2 separate regions of the Mus musculus genome follow, and region 2 is linked to region 1. Evidence: chromatin contacts called from public targeted proximity ligation data. All regions are on one chromosome and are shown on one strand. The core of a region is the stretch at or near the end of the contact, and the rest is flanking DNA. Distances in the headings are between cores, read along the strand shown.

What was found.
Region 2: a targeted proximity ligation map of CD8 T cells shows a contact between it and region 1, with 7 read pairs. A contact is called at or near these places in 6 of 39 promoter capture datasets (embryonic stem cells, liver, neutrophils and 2 more), 5 of 484 Hi-C or Micro-C datasets (ECoMG myeloid progenitors, bone marrow-derived macrophages, liver and 1 more), 6 of 130 datasets of targeted methods (CD8 T cells, Th17 cells, bone marrow-derived macrophages and 2 more) and 4 of 9 other capture datasets (adipose tissue, liver, macrophages and 1 more).

Annotation. Positions count from the first base shown.
Region 1 is chr19:11,048,141-11,054,521 of GRCm38.p6, reverse strand. It overlaps AW112010 (expressed sequence AW112010), which reads left to right and starts at 3,956. Exons shown (of 3, transcript NR_102366.1): 1 at 3,956-4,134; 2 at 6,130-6,243.
Region 2 is chr19:11,162,090-11,168,470 of GRCm38.p6, reverse strand. Ms4a19 (membrane-spanning 4-domains, subfamily A, member 19) reads left to right here and starts at 3,141. Exons shown (of 8, transcript NM_001370777.1): 1 at 3,141-3,199; 2 at 3,421-3,481; 3 at 4,980-5,071. The coding sequence starts at 5,018.

The DNA.
Region 1 (6,381 bases), core at 2,707-5,206:
GATACTCTCTTCTATCTCTTGTATTCTATTGGTTATGCTTGCATCAATGGCTCCTGACTTCTTTCCTAGGTTTTCAATTTCCAGAGTGGTCTCCCTTTGTGATTTCTTTATTGTTTCTACTTCCATTTTCAGATCCTGGATGGTTTTGTTCAATTCTTTCACCTGATTGCATATGTTCTCCTGGAATTCTTTTAAGGGATTTTTGTGTTTCCTATCTGAGGTCTTCTAACTGTTTACCTGTGTTTTCTTGAATTTCCTTAAGGGAGTTATTTATTTCCTTCTTATAGTCCTCCATCATCATTATGAGAAGTGACTTTAGATCCATATCTTGCTTTTCTGGTGTGATGGTGTATCCAGGACTTGCTGAGGTAGGAGAGTTTAATTCTGATGATGACAAGTAACCTTGGTTTCTATTGCTTCTGTTCTCTTGCTTGCCTCCTGCCACCTGATTATCTCTAGTGCTCGCTGCCCTCAGTATATCTGATTGGAGCCTGTCCTTCCTGTAATCCCAGTTTATTCAGAAGTCCTCAGAGTCCAGCTTTCTCTGGGATCCTGGGATTCTGGGATCCTGTGAACCTGAGATTCTGGGTGTATCAGAGTTCTAGGCAGTCAAGCTTCCTCTGAGACCCTGAGATCCTGGTGTGACCAAGCTCCTGGGATCCTGAGATCCTGGAATCCTAAGATCCTGGGCATGTTAAGTGCTTGGAAGTGGTACCTCCTCTGGGGAACCATGGGACTGTCTGCTGTGTTTGAAACCAAGGTAGACCAGCACCAACTGAGCCACTGGTCAGGCAGATTTCCTGTGTCCCTGCTCCTGCTGGCACAGACCCCTCACAGTTGCCTTGGAACAGATGTTGTGTTGGACTCACCAGTGATCCTAAGATCCTGGGTATGCTAAGGCACCTGCAGCGTGGAGAATCCTCTGGGGAATGTAGGAGCATCCTCTGAGTTTATGCCCATGGTGGCCCTGGACTGGCCAAATGTAATGATTCTTAAACAACCAAAAATTGAGGCATAGGGCATAGCCCAGCACAGTCCTAATGGCCCACATGCATGCTGTGCGCTCTCATTTTTGGAACAATGTAATAATTGCACAATTGTAGTTTCAGATTAATGTTTGACTTGCAACGTTTGAAAAAATTATTAGAAAATGAAACAGAGCCATGTACTGCTAAAGTCATACAGAGTTCATCACCAGAGAGTGAAGGAATTTACTGGAACTATGAAAATTATTAGTGTAAGAGACACTGTCATGGGATAAGGGAAAAGTGGACTAAAGGAACACGAACACAGGATACTTTAGTTCAGAAACAAAAAATCTATTGAGTCATTGTGTGCAATGTGCAGAAGCAGAAGCTAGCGAAACTGCAGAGTTAAAGGTTAGCCTGTTTCTTTCTAACCACTGCCTGACACCTTTGCCCTTGTTTATTGTTAGAGCTTCACGGGAAAACCACACGTAGCTAACCTCAGAGCTTTGAGCTCTGAAGTATAAGTCAATAGTTAAAGTTTAAATAATATAAGTTTGCAATTATTATTTGGCCATAGGGCTGAGAATAGGGAAAGCTTCGAACTTTGAGGAACAATCATAATTCTTAATTCTTTGTGAGATGTGGTCATTCTTTTGAACTTCATACATCTGGTAATGATTATACAATGTCTCTCTACCTGCTTTTTGGAGTAACAATAAAAGACTGGGGCAAATTAGAGGTGTGAGGTGTGTGGGAGTGTGAAGAGTGGAGAGTGCAGTATGTGAGAGAGAGAGAGAAAGAGAGAGAGAGAGACAGAGACAGAGAGATCAAGCTTTGAGACTTGCTCATTAGGTTGTACCCGAAAATGTTACCTGTGTGTTCATTATGCACCTTCCAGATATCCCTGCTTCCAGCTGAGACCCCTGATCCTGTGTAGAGGCTAGACCCCAGCAGGTTATGAGTCACCATGTGGGTGCTAGGAATTGAACCCAGGTAGTCTGGAAGAGGAGCCAAACCCTTTATCCACTGAGCCATCTCTCCAGCCTCCAGATCAATTTTTTTTAAGTCCAGTTCATGACTATTCACATTTTCAATAAATCAAGCACAGAAATACCCACATTTACTTACATAGGAGAGTAACAATTATAGAGAACAGGGTCATGAACCTGAGAGGGAGTGTGGGGAACTTCAAAGGAATTGGAGGGCACAAGGTAGAAATGATATAAATATAGTATTCATGTATGAAAAATAAAATAAATTTAAAACAGAATACAATGCTCTTCAGTGACGCTTGCAATAATGTCTTTTAATCAAAGTACTTCCAAAATTTTTCTTTTAAATAAAAGAGAGGGGAGGGGAGATCACAGTGTATAGATATGCATACTTTTCTCTTGTTCTGTCTTTTTTTACACTGGCTTCACTTGTGAACCTAGTGTTGGGGGAGGCAAAAATATTTCGCCTCCCCACCCTCACAACTGCTAAAAACTAATTCTCTTCTTACTAAATTTTTATTTTGGAAAATAGGGTTTTTTTTTTTCACTAAAGATGCTTATTTCTGCTGACATGAAATGTATAGCTTTAGCCTAACAACTAACAAATACATCTTAGTCATCTCTGCTTTCATTTATTCAGTGGTAAATATCAAAAAACGGAATCCTTATAAGCTCTTTCAGAGTCTTTAGTTGATTTCCTCCAAGTGCAAAGATGTCCCGAGTTCCTTGAGTTAGAATACACTCACCCTCTCAGAGCCCTAGGACACAGAGAATGGGTCTCCATTCTGGAGCCTCACAACCCAGTCTAAAAGCCCTTCACTCCTCCTCCTCAGAGGCAAGGGACCAAGATCAATGTTGAGTGACAGCTCTCTTGACCTGCCAGTCAACTTGATAACCTCCACCTATCTTCATTGTTGTGTTTTGTTTTGTTTTTTATTGCTCTGAAGAGACATATGACCAAGGCCACTGATTTTAATTAATTAACTTATTTATTAATTAATTAATTTGGAGGCCCACAGTTTCAGAGAGTTACAGTCTGCAATCATCATAATGGGAAGCAGGGCATCAAGCAGGCCGGCATGGCACTGGAGCGGTAGTTAAGAGTGTACTTCCTGCGGAGGAAGAAGAGAGGGGATCGGGGGAAGGGAGAGAGGGAATAAGAGAGAGAATGTGCACAGTGGGACACACCTCCTCCAGCAAAGCTACACCCCCTAATTCTTCCCAAACAGTTCCCAACCAGGAACCAAGCTTTTAATTTATGAGGTGGGGGGGTCTCACTCAAAGGACCACACCCTATGGAGAGCGGGGCCTTCTGTCTCTGCTGGGGATTGCCTCCTCTTCCTTATATTTCCATGTCACCTCTATTACTCCCAATCTGACCAGTCAGCTGGCTGTGCCAGCAGTGACTGCTTCCCTGTCACTACACAAGATCTTTCACAGACACTCTATGGGCTTTTTAGCAACGATAACAAGGTGGCACCAACAGGAGAGCTCATTAAACCTATTGTCCCTTGGTTCTGGAGGCAGGAAGTCTGAGTTCAGGGTGTCAGCAAGGCTCCATCCTTCAGGAGGACTGGGAGGAGAGTCTCCTCCAGGCTTCTCCTAGCCTCTGGCTTCTGGCAGTATAATAGTGAACTCTCCTTGTATTCACATCTGCTAATTCTTTAACCTACAACCCACGATGAAAATGCAAACACAGGAGATACACGCTTGAGTGTAATCCTGTGTCCTGCCTGAAACCACATCCTAGAGAGCCCTGAAGAATATCCACTGACCCATGTACTTGTGTTACTCTTACCAAAAAAAAAAAAAAAAAAAAATCAGCATTTGCTTTAAATCATTGAAATATCATATTATGTCTGCTTATTTCCATAGCCAAGGATGAAGCAGTTGTCTCAGGCAACACTGTACTGTGTTCCAAGCAAGGAATTTCCCAAGTGGGAAAAGGCTCTTGGGCTGTGTTTGCAGATCTTCCTGTTTGTTTGTGGGATAGGCCAACTAATTGTGTAAACTTCTCTCAGACTCGGGGTTTTTCAGTCCACTCCTGTTTAGCAAATAGTGCCCCAAAGCAATTCAAAGGGAAAGTGAAACTGACATTCTCAAACTTTATATAAAAAACCAAAGAGAAGATCAGCAGGAGTCTAGCAGACAACCTGAGCTGCAAGATGTCTCCCGTAAGTACCTCTTGATCTGTAAGGGGAAATCTATAGTGGGTAAGAAGGCCCATGGAAGGCCTCATCCCAGCTTACTGGAGAGAATGAGTGTCACCTTCTGTCTTTGAAAGCTTGCATTTAGTTTGTTATTATTTCTAAGTCTGTTTTTCCAGGAAGATATAGTTCTTGTGGGGTGGGTATCTCCTGTCTGACACCACAGAACTCAATTCTAAGCCTGGGATGTAGAGAGGAGACAGCACTAGGTAGGCATATGAAGGGCCAGCCAGGCGCTGCGGGAAATACACACACACACACACACACACACACACACACACACACACGCACACGGAAATATCTGGAAAGGACAAAGCAAAGGACTTAAGCGTAAGTTTCTCCTGGGTCCTCCTGTGTAAGTTCTTTCTGATTTTCTCCTCAGTTGTGGATCACTTCACTGACTTTTTCTCAACGTGCAGAGGCCTTAATTCCTTCCCCTTTTAAAATAGCTCTGTTCCAGCCCAGCAGACTTTTTAATGATCTAGCTTTCTCTAAAAGCTCAGAACAATGGCAGGAGTCTGTACCCTCTTCTGAAGATGAGGCACCCTGTATGTAGTTAGAATCTTCCTCTGCCCTAGAAAAAAACATTTGATACAGGCCCTGCTCTCTCCATGTTAGCTTTGCCTTCCCCCTCTAGCCTTTAACCATCTCACTTTTCTGACTGTTCTTGTCCATGACCTCACATCCTACTCTTACCCAGAGGAGCCTCTCTGTTTTGCTCCAGACTGCACCTAGAATTGTCAGGGTCAGAGTCCAGGCTCAAGCAATCCAGATTCATCTACCCAGTCCTTAATGGGCCAACTAAACAAATAAGAGTGGAAGGTAGAAAAAAATGAATTCATTGTGACTTCATTGAGAAGCAGAGCAAAGGGGTCCAGTGACTTGGCCCCACCTGGGCTTATCACTCAGTTTCTAACATGGAGTTTAAATAAAGAGCCAGAGGTATGCAAAGCGAAGAATTTCTTTTTTTTTTTTTTAATTTTTATTTTATTTTAATTAGGTATTTTCTTCATTTACACTTCCAATGCTATTCCAAAAGTCCCCCATACCCTCCCCCCCACACTCCCCTACCCACCCACTCCCTCTTCTTGGCCCTGGCGTTCCCCTGCACTGAGGCATATGAAGTTTGCAAGACCAATGGGCCTCTCTTTCTACTGATGGCCGACTAGGCCATCTTCTGATGCATATGCAGCTAGAGACATGAGCTCCGGGGGGGGGTACTGGTTAGTTCATATTGTTGTTCCACCTATAGGGTTGCAGACCTCTTTAGCTCCTTGGGTACTTTCTCTAGCTCCTCCATTGGGAGCCCTGTGATCCATCCAATAGCTGACTGTGAGCATCCACTTCTGTGTTTGCTAGGCCCCGGCATAGCCTCACAAGAGACAGCTACATCTGGGTCCTTTCAGCAAAATCTTGCTAGTGTGTACAATGGTGTCAACATTTGGAAGCTGATTATGGGATGGATCCCCGGGTATGGCAGTCTCTAGATGGTCCATCCTTTTGTCTCAGCTCCAAACTTTGTCTCTGTAACTCCTTCCATGGGTGTTTTTCCTAATCAAGTTGTGGTCTTACTCACCTTCACTGCCTCAGCTCCAGACCCTTCTGCAAAGTAGTCAGACTGTGGGCAGTCTCTTTCTGGAAGGTAACAGGCTCCCAGCCTTTTCCTTCTCCCAGTACAAAACACACCCTTAAGGCTTCCTGCCTCTCTCTGAGGAAATACCAAGGAGCTTACCTCAGCAATGGTTCTTCTTTCCTGAGGCACTGGCTGAAAGGGAGTAAAGTAACCATTCTTTTTCATCTACCCTGGAGACTCCCAAAGACTCAGAGAGACTTTTTACCCATGAACTTGAGAGAGAATGGGAGAATTACCAAAGCCATAAACATGGTCTATTGCAAAGCCACAGTTCAAACTCAGACATTTCAGGTCAGTATTCACGTCCTATTCATCTGATCTGCTTCCAGATCCCTCTGATATTTATCTTTGGTGGTGTGCTCATCATCTGCCTGATGCAACAATACCTGGCGTATAAGTCTTCTAAGAACGTCGTTAAAGTCTTCTGCCATCAAGCCAATGATGTGAGTGCTGGGGCTCTCTGGTGGGTGGAAATATGTTTGCTAAGAGGGTAGGTCTCTAGAAGGGACTTCCTGTTTTTGGCTTCCTGCCTAGAGTAAGGAGGAATCGCACAGTGTCTGAATCCTACAGGTTTGCACATC
Region 2 (6,381 bases), core at 1,892-4,391, 110 kb before region 1:
GATGCCTGTATCTCATCAAGTAGGAGTGGAGCCTTGTGAGCCCTTCAGCCACGCATGCTGAAATGTTGGCAGATTTGGTCTTACGAGCATCTTATGCGGGTCAGGGTAGATGTTGAGACCTCACAAACACAGCATGAGGAATCTCATGTCTAAAAGCCAGTTTTCCAACAATTCTCCTGGTCCTCTGACTCTCATAGTCTTTCTGCCCCACTCTTCCACAGTGTTCCTTTAGGGGATTGGGAGTATGTTACATATCCCACTAGGGTATGGGTAGTTCACAGTTACTCATTCTCTATTCTGATTCTCTGTAATAGCATTCATCCACAGTAAGGCTTTTCTGATGAGTGAGACAACTTTAATTCGTCATGATTTTATATAAACATAGAAAAACATTCAAAAGAAACCACTAAAGAAAACTACAACTAATCGAAATGCAGAGTTATGGGTTCCAGTCATAGTGGATACACCTGAAAAACAACTCCCACACCTAACGCTCAGGGAACACTGTGGAAGAGGGAGCAGAAAAATTGTAAGAGCCAAATTGGGAAGTTTGCTGTGAGATTCTGTCTCTTAGTGATGTCAGAAGCTACACCCATGAAGTCTCACCAACATGACTGCCCAAACAGAAGCTGAACAAGGATGACATCAACGAACATGCCAAAGTGAAAAGAGAAAGCCCAGGAGACCTCAGCCCTACACAAAGAACTGCAGGCAACGAAGAAATGCAGAGAATGAAGAAAAATAATCTTCCCCAGTGAAGAGCACACCAATTGGTTGTCCAATACTGAATGGTCAGCCATGAAAACATACATACAAGTAACAGACTACATACTGAGCAGGGTATATTTAGGAATACACACATATACATGTGTAACAATTAATGACAAAAGAGGCCATGAATTTGAAAGACAGCAAGGGAGTTTTGAGCAAAGAAAAGAAAGGGGAAATAAAACACAATTTTTAAAAAAATAAAATGAAGAAATTAAGGTCAAAAAAAACTTCAAAAGGCAAGAAACCTGAAAGGAAGGAGTGATGTCCAAGACCGTGAAAGATACAGAGCATCGTTATCTACTGGTGATGTAAGAAACACCACATGTATGTTTTTAAATTGTCCTAGCAGCCACACAAAGAGAGTAAATAGGAACATATGTGTTTAATTTTGACAACACAGTTAATATGTCAAAAACATCTAAATGATGCAGGTAAAAACTATTGATGATATACTTTATAATCTATGGAGTCATATGGTCTACAGATCATATGGAGTCTTCAGAATTGTGTATTTTATACCTAAAACACGTGTCAACTTAAGCTAACCATGTGACAAAAGTGCTATAGTTATGTCTAGCTCCTCATTACATTGTGTGAAACTAGAAGCTTTCATAGAATTCACAGAACCTGTACCCAAGAGCTCCTGCTTGCAGAGAATGAGCAAGTTAGCAAAAGAGTGGCCCCAGAGGCAAGCCAGGTGACGGGCCAAGAAAGCCAAGTGTGCAGTGAGAAAGTTAAGGCTACCTGCAGGTCTGTGCATGACAGAAGGCTGCTTCTAGAGATCACAGTCCACGTCTCACTGTGTCATTGATGTCTTAGATGGCTTTGGCTTCTCATCCCTTCCCGGCCAGCCACCAGCATTGGCTCACAGTGTTAAGTGTCATCTTAAAACAACTCCCCCGTAGGACTCCCTCTGCACACAACTACCTTTCCTTTCTTAAAGCCAGAGCTCCAGAGGTAAGTACATATTATCTCCACACAATTACCTCGTGTTTTCCCTTTGACTCTACTCTAGGTCGAGTCTGACTTCCATCTGTCCTCTGAGGCCACTTCTTTTCAGTGATAGCACTCACCTTCACATTGCAAAAAGCCAGCAACCAAATGCATAACCCTTGAGAGATTTAGGCATCGTTTTCCATTTTTTCCTAGAGCTCAGGGCTCTGCAAGGGCATCCTTACCTTTCTGTCTGCTCCTTACCACCTAAGCTGCATTCGATTTTTATTGTCTGACCACCTAATACTAAAATGGATCATCTCTCACCCCACCTTTCCCACAAGGTAAACTCTAAGGTAAAGGATATTCTATATTTTTTCCATTCCTTACTACTAATACATAAACAATGTCATTCATATTTATCCTCAACAGGATATATAAATATTGGAGCATTCTAATTCCTAGAGAATTATATGTTCAATAAATTACATAATACATGGAATACCTGGTACTGGAAGCCTCAACAAATTGCCTGTGAGGAACACTCCTTTAGTTAGCAGCTAACCAAGTCACCATTGCTTTTGAGACTCAATGTAATCTGAGTAAGTTAGACCAAATGACCTTCTGTTAATTTATTCACTTCTTCCAGGTGCCCGATATAGCACCCTTACACTTTACTGGGTTTAGTGTTTACCTGTTTAGTCATATCATAAATGACTCTCAGCCTCATAGACATGACTGTCAAATTTGGGTTCTTTAATACCTACCATTTAGGACTAGATTACATAGAGCAGTAGCCTTTTGTCGGGGTTAATTTATTTGTTGATTGGTTGTTTGACAGTTCCATGCATTTATATAATGAATTTTAATTGTCTTTCACCCCCACAACTCCTCTCATCTTCCTCTGGGTCCCTTCTCAAGTCCACCTCCAGCCTCCATCTCTTCTTTTGGCATACTGCCCACTATGTTTAGAGTTTCTTGTCCCAGAGTGGATGACGGACTTGTGCAATCTAATTTCTGAAAATGGAAAGTCCACAGAGCAAGTGTGACCTCGATTTTGCAGAGAGAGGAACAGAAGATACATCTTGCCCAAACACCACCAGATCCAGGGTTCCAACAACATCCTTCCTTCTAGAGTTTAGAACTTTGATTTTTGAGGAGACTCACAATAGAAAGACTTGCTTCTTCTACTGGAAAACAGTTGGTAGTATTTGCTTGGTGGGGAAGTCTATGGAGCAGGGAATCAGCCATAGCTGGGCTCAAGGACTGCAGATTAATAGCTAGAGTATGCCCAACACTGGTCAGTAAAGGATGTCCGCACTAGAGCTCCTCCTGCTGGCCCCAAACCCTAACCGCATCTACCTCTCGCGGGCATGAAGGCTGGATGGAACCTTCAAGGGCCAGTGGAACTAACTTCTGCGTGGCCCTCCTCACGTGGCACCCTTCACCACGGTTGCTCTGAGACACAACCGCAGCTGCGCTGGATCCGCAAGAGGTAATGAGGGGCACATGAAGGTGGCAGATGCCTGCCTGCAGGAAAGCCAGGGCAGAAAGATCTGGACCTAAAAGCAACCCTTTCAGGATTATCCTATTCTAACCTTGGGGTTGTGACAGAGTATGGATCCATGACCCTTGAACAGACCACATTAAGGACAGGCATTGGACACTGCTTCCTGGAGAGCTTCAATTGTATCCTGGCTTCTTTTTTCTCCCCAGTACAACCCTCCAGGTGATTCTTGTCACTTAGAAGAGCCTTTGAAGTTTATTACATTTTTTTGTAAGTCATCGCATAACGGGTAAGTTTTTAATTGTCATAATGGGCAATTTTTAATTCAAGAATCTTCTAAAATGCTTTCCTCTGTGCCTTAGTGTATTTTCTCCTTGTCAAATATCAATGGGCCATTATCGTGGCAACTGAAACCTTCAAAGTCCGTGACTTATATGAGGAAAAGGAAAAGTTTGTTTTGAAAGATCTAAAGACAATGCCTTGAATTTTTTTCTTTTTTTATTTATTAGATATTTTCTTTATATACATTTCAAATGCTATCCCGAAAGTTTCCTATACCCTCCCCCCACGCCCTGCTTCCCTACCCACCCACTCCTGCTTCTTGGCCCTGACATTCCCATACAACTACATATAGTGATTGAAGGGAACCAGAAAAGATTAGTGAGACTTTAGAGGCTGGGTGGGGTTGGGGAGCTGTTTCTTGGGAATGGAGGTAGAGATTATCAAAGCCAAATCTAACTAGAAAGCCACTCAAAGCAAATGTATTAACCTTGGACTGAAAAAACATAAATTATCTCTTATTTGTTTTAGTAAAATTAATGTATATAATATAATATATAAGTGTTTACATGATGTATAGGCAGCCAGGCTTCCAAGAAAATGGAACTAAGAAGTTGAAAGTGGTCAGAAGATGATAAGTTCTGTTTTTTCGTCTGTCTCTGATTTTCTCCGGGTGCCCTTCTTCCCACACATGCAAAGTTTCATGCTCTACGGTTCTGTACATTAGAACAGATAGAATCTAATAATGTCCTGGCTTCTTGCTTTTACATCTTCTGCAGCCTCACCAAATGGTTTCGATATCCACCTTTGTTCAGACCAGCTAGAATAAAGAAGAGTTTTCATGAGCATTAAATATAGAGGCTGAGGGGGGAGTTATGATTCATACAAACTAGGAACCATCACCCTCCCTGCCCATGCTAGAAATGACGAGTTATCCTTGTCTTGCCTACTGAACATCCCCTCTGGTTATCTTGTTCACTAACTTAAGAAACCTGCCTATACTCTAGAATACTATTTCTATTTTCCAGCCTCCTCTGCATCTAACATAAGCATGTGACACAGATCCTTCTAGTCAGGCACACACACCCCACCCCCAAACAGACTTAAACTTAGACAACACTGATGGGTGGGTACCAGGGTAGATCAAATCTACCAAGGGTCTAAATTTCCTGATGCAGCAATGTGGGCATATGAGCAGGTGCTCAAGGAATTGATGTGATCGGAGCAGTTATCACTTAGTACTTAGCGTAGTCTAACTTAAATCTGATCCGTGAGCAAAACTTTTTGAGAGGTAAATATTAGTTTTGTCAGAATACTACTAGTCTCTGGTGCAAAAGAACCTGTCAGAGGGCAACCAAGTATCTTTAAAAAAAAAATGAATGACAGCTGTAGAGTAGGGTCCCCCTCAGGCTTAGGAATCTTACCCAAGAGAATAACAATAATTATTAACTGATTTAATTTATGTTGTTTTTCTCCCCATTTTTCCCAGGAGAGGAACTTATCCTCACATCCCTCCATTATATCTTGATGAATATGCCACAGAATCGTTTGTGGATAAAAAAGGAACTGAGAGTCTTGGGGGTAAGAACAAAATGCTGCTCAAGTAAGTCCTCAGTGAGAGGGTTCCCACTCCTTATTACACGAGGTAGAAGATATATACCACCTCTGTTTCCACTATCAACTCCTCAAATGGAGGTAAATCGATTACAGTGGCTTGCGAAGGCGACATGGCATCAAAATATATACAGAGTCTAGAAATGGAGGAGAAATAGTCTTTTTTTTTTACCATCTATCAATGTTTTTAACCCTAAGATGATGACATGTCCTAAAAGAGGTGAGCAAATTGTCAGTACATCCAGAAGGATCTTCGGACTCCAGAGCTCTATGAGCAATGGTTGGCTTCTATCACAGACACACTGCTGTTTGCCCTGGCAATCCCATCCACCACACCCTTTGGGAGTATGATTTTGTATCATCTACTCACACTGCTGAATGATAGAGCCAGATTAAGAGTTAAACACAAGAGATTAAAAATTAAGTGAAGCTGGGCAGTGGTGGCGCACGCCTTTAATCCCAGCACTCAGGAGGCAGAGGCAGGCAGATTTCTAAGTTCGAGGCCAGCCTGATCTACAGAGTGAGTTCCAGGACAGCCAGGGCTACACAGAGAAACCCTGTCTCAAAAAAAAAAATTAAGTGAGAAAAATCCTAACAATCAACACACACACAAGCACAGGATGCTTAGAAAATAAGTAAGTTAAACAAAGTCACAAGATTCAAGATAAATTGTGTTTTTATAAGATAATAATGAACATGAAGATGTCAATCCCTAAAGGAAAAAAATTACATATATTAAAGAAACCATATATAGAACTTGTGGTTTGAAACTGACTAAATACAAATGAAAAATTCAACTTAGATTACATCAATAAAAAGACATGTTTATAGATTGCAAAGCTCAACATAGTAAAGATGTTAGCACTCCCTACACTAGCATATGGGTTTGACAAAATTCCTATTAAAATCTTAGCAATATCTTGTATATAGCTATAAATCAACAAAGATTATGTGGGAAGGAGAAGGAACAAAAACAGCTATATCAAGGTAGGACAAAGCACACTAGTTGATTTTTAAGACTCTGCCTACAGTCATCAAGATTATGTGATACTGTTTAAATATAAGAAAAACACAGAGAAATAGAGAAGAAGGCATAGTCCAGAACTAGACTCCACTGGTATGGCCAACTGATTTTGGGAATAGAAATTGTCTTTGTTTTTGAAAAGGGGTCTATATAGCCCAGGGAGGCCTCAAACTACTAATCCTGCTTCCTAGGTCCACTGAGGACCATTTTGGGTATGAACCACCCTGGTTCAGTCCGTTGATTTTTTTTTTCA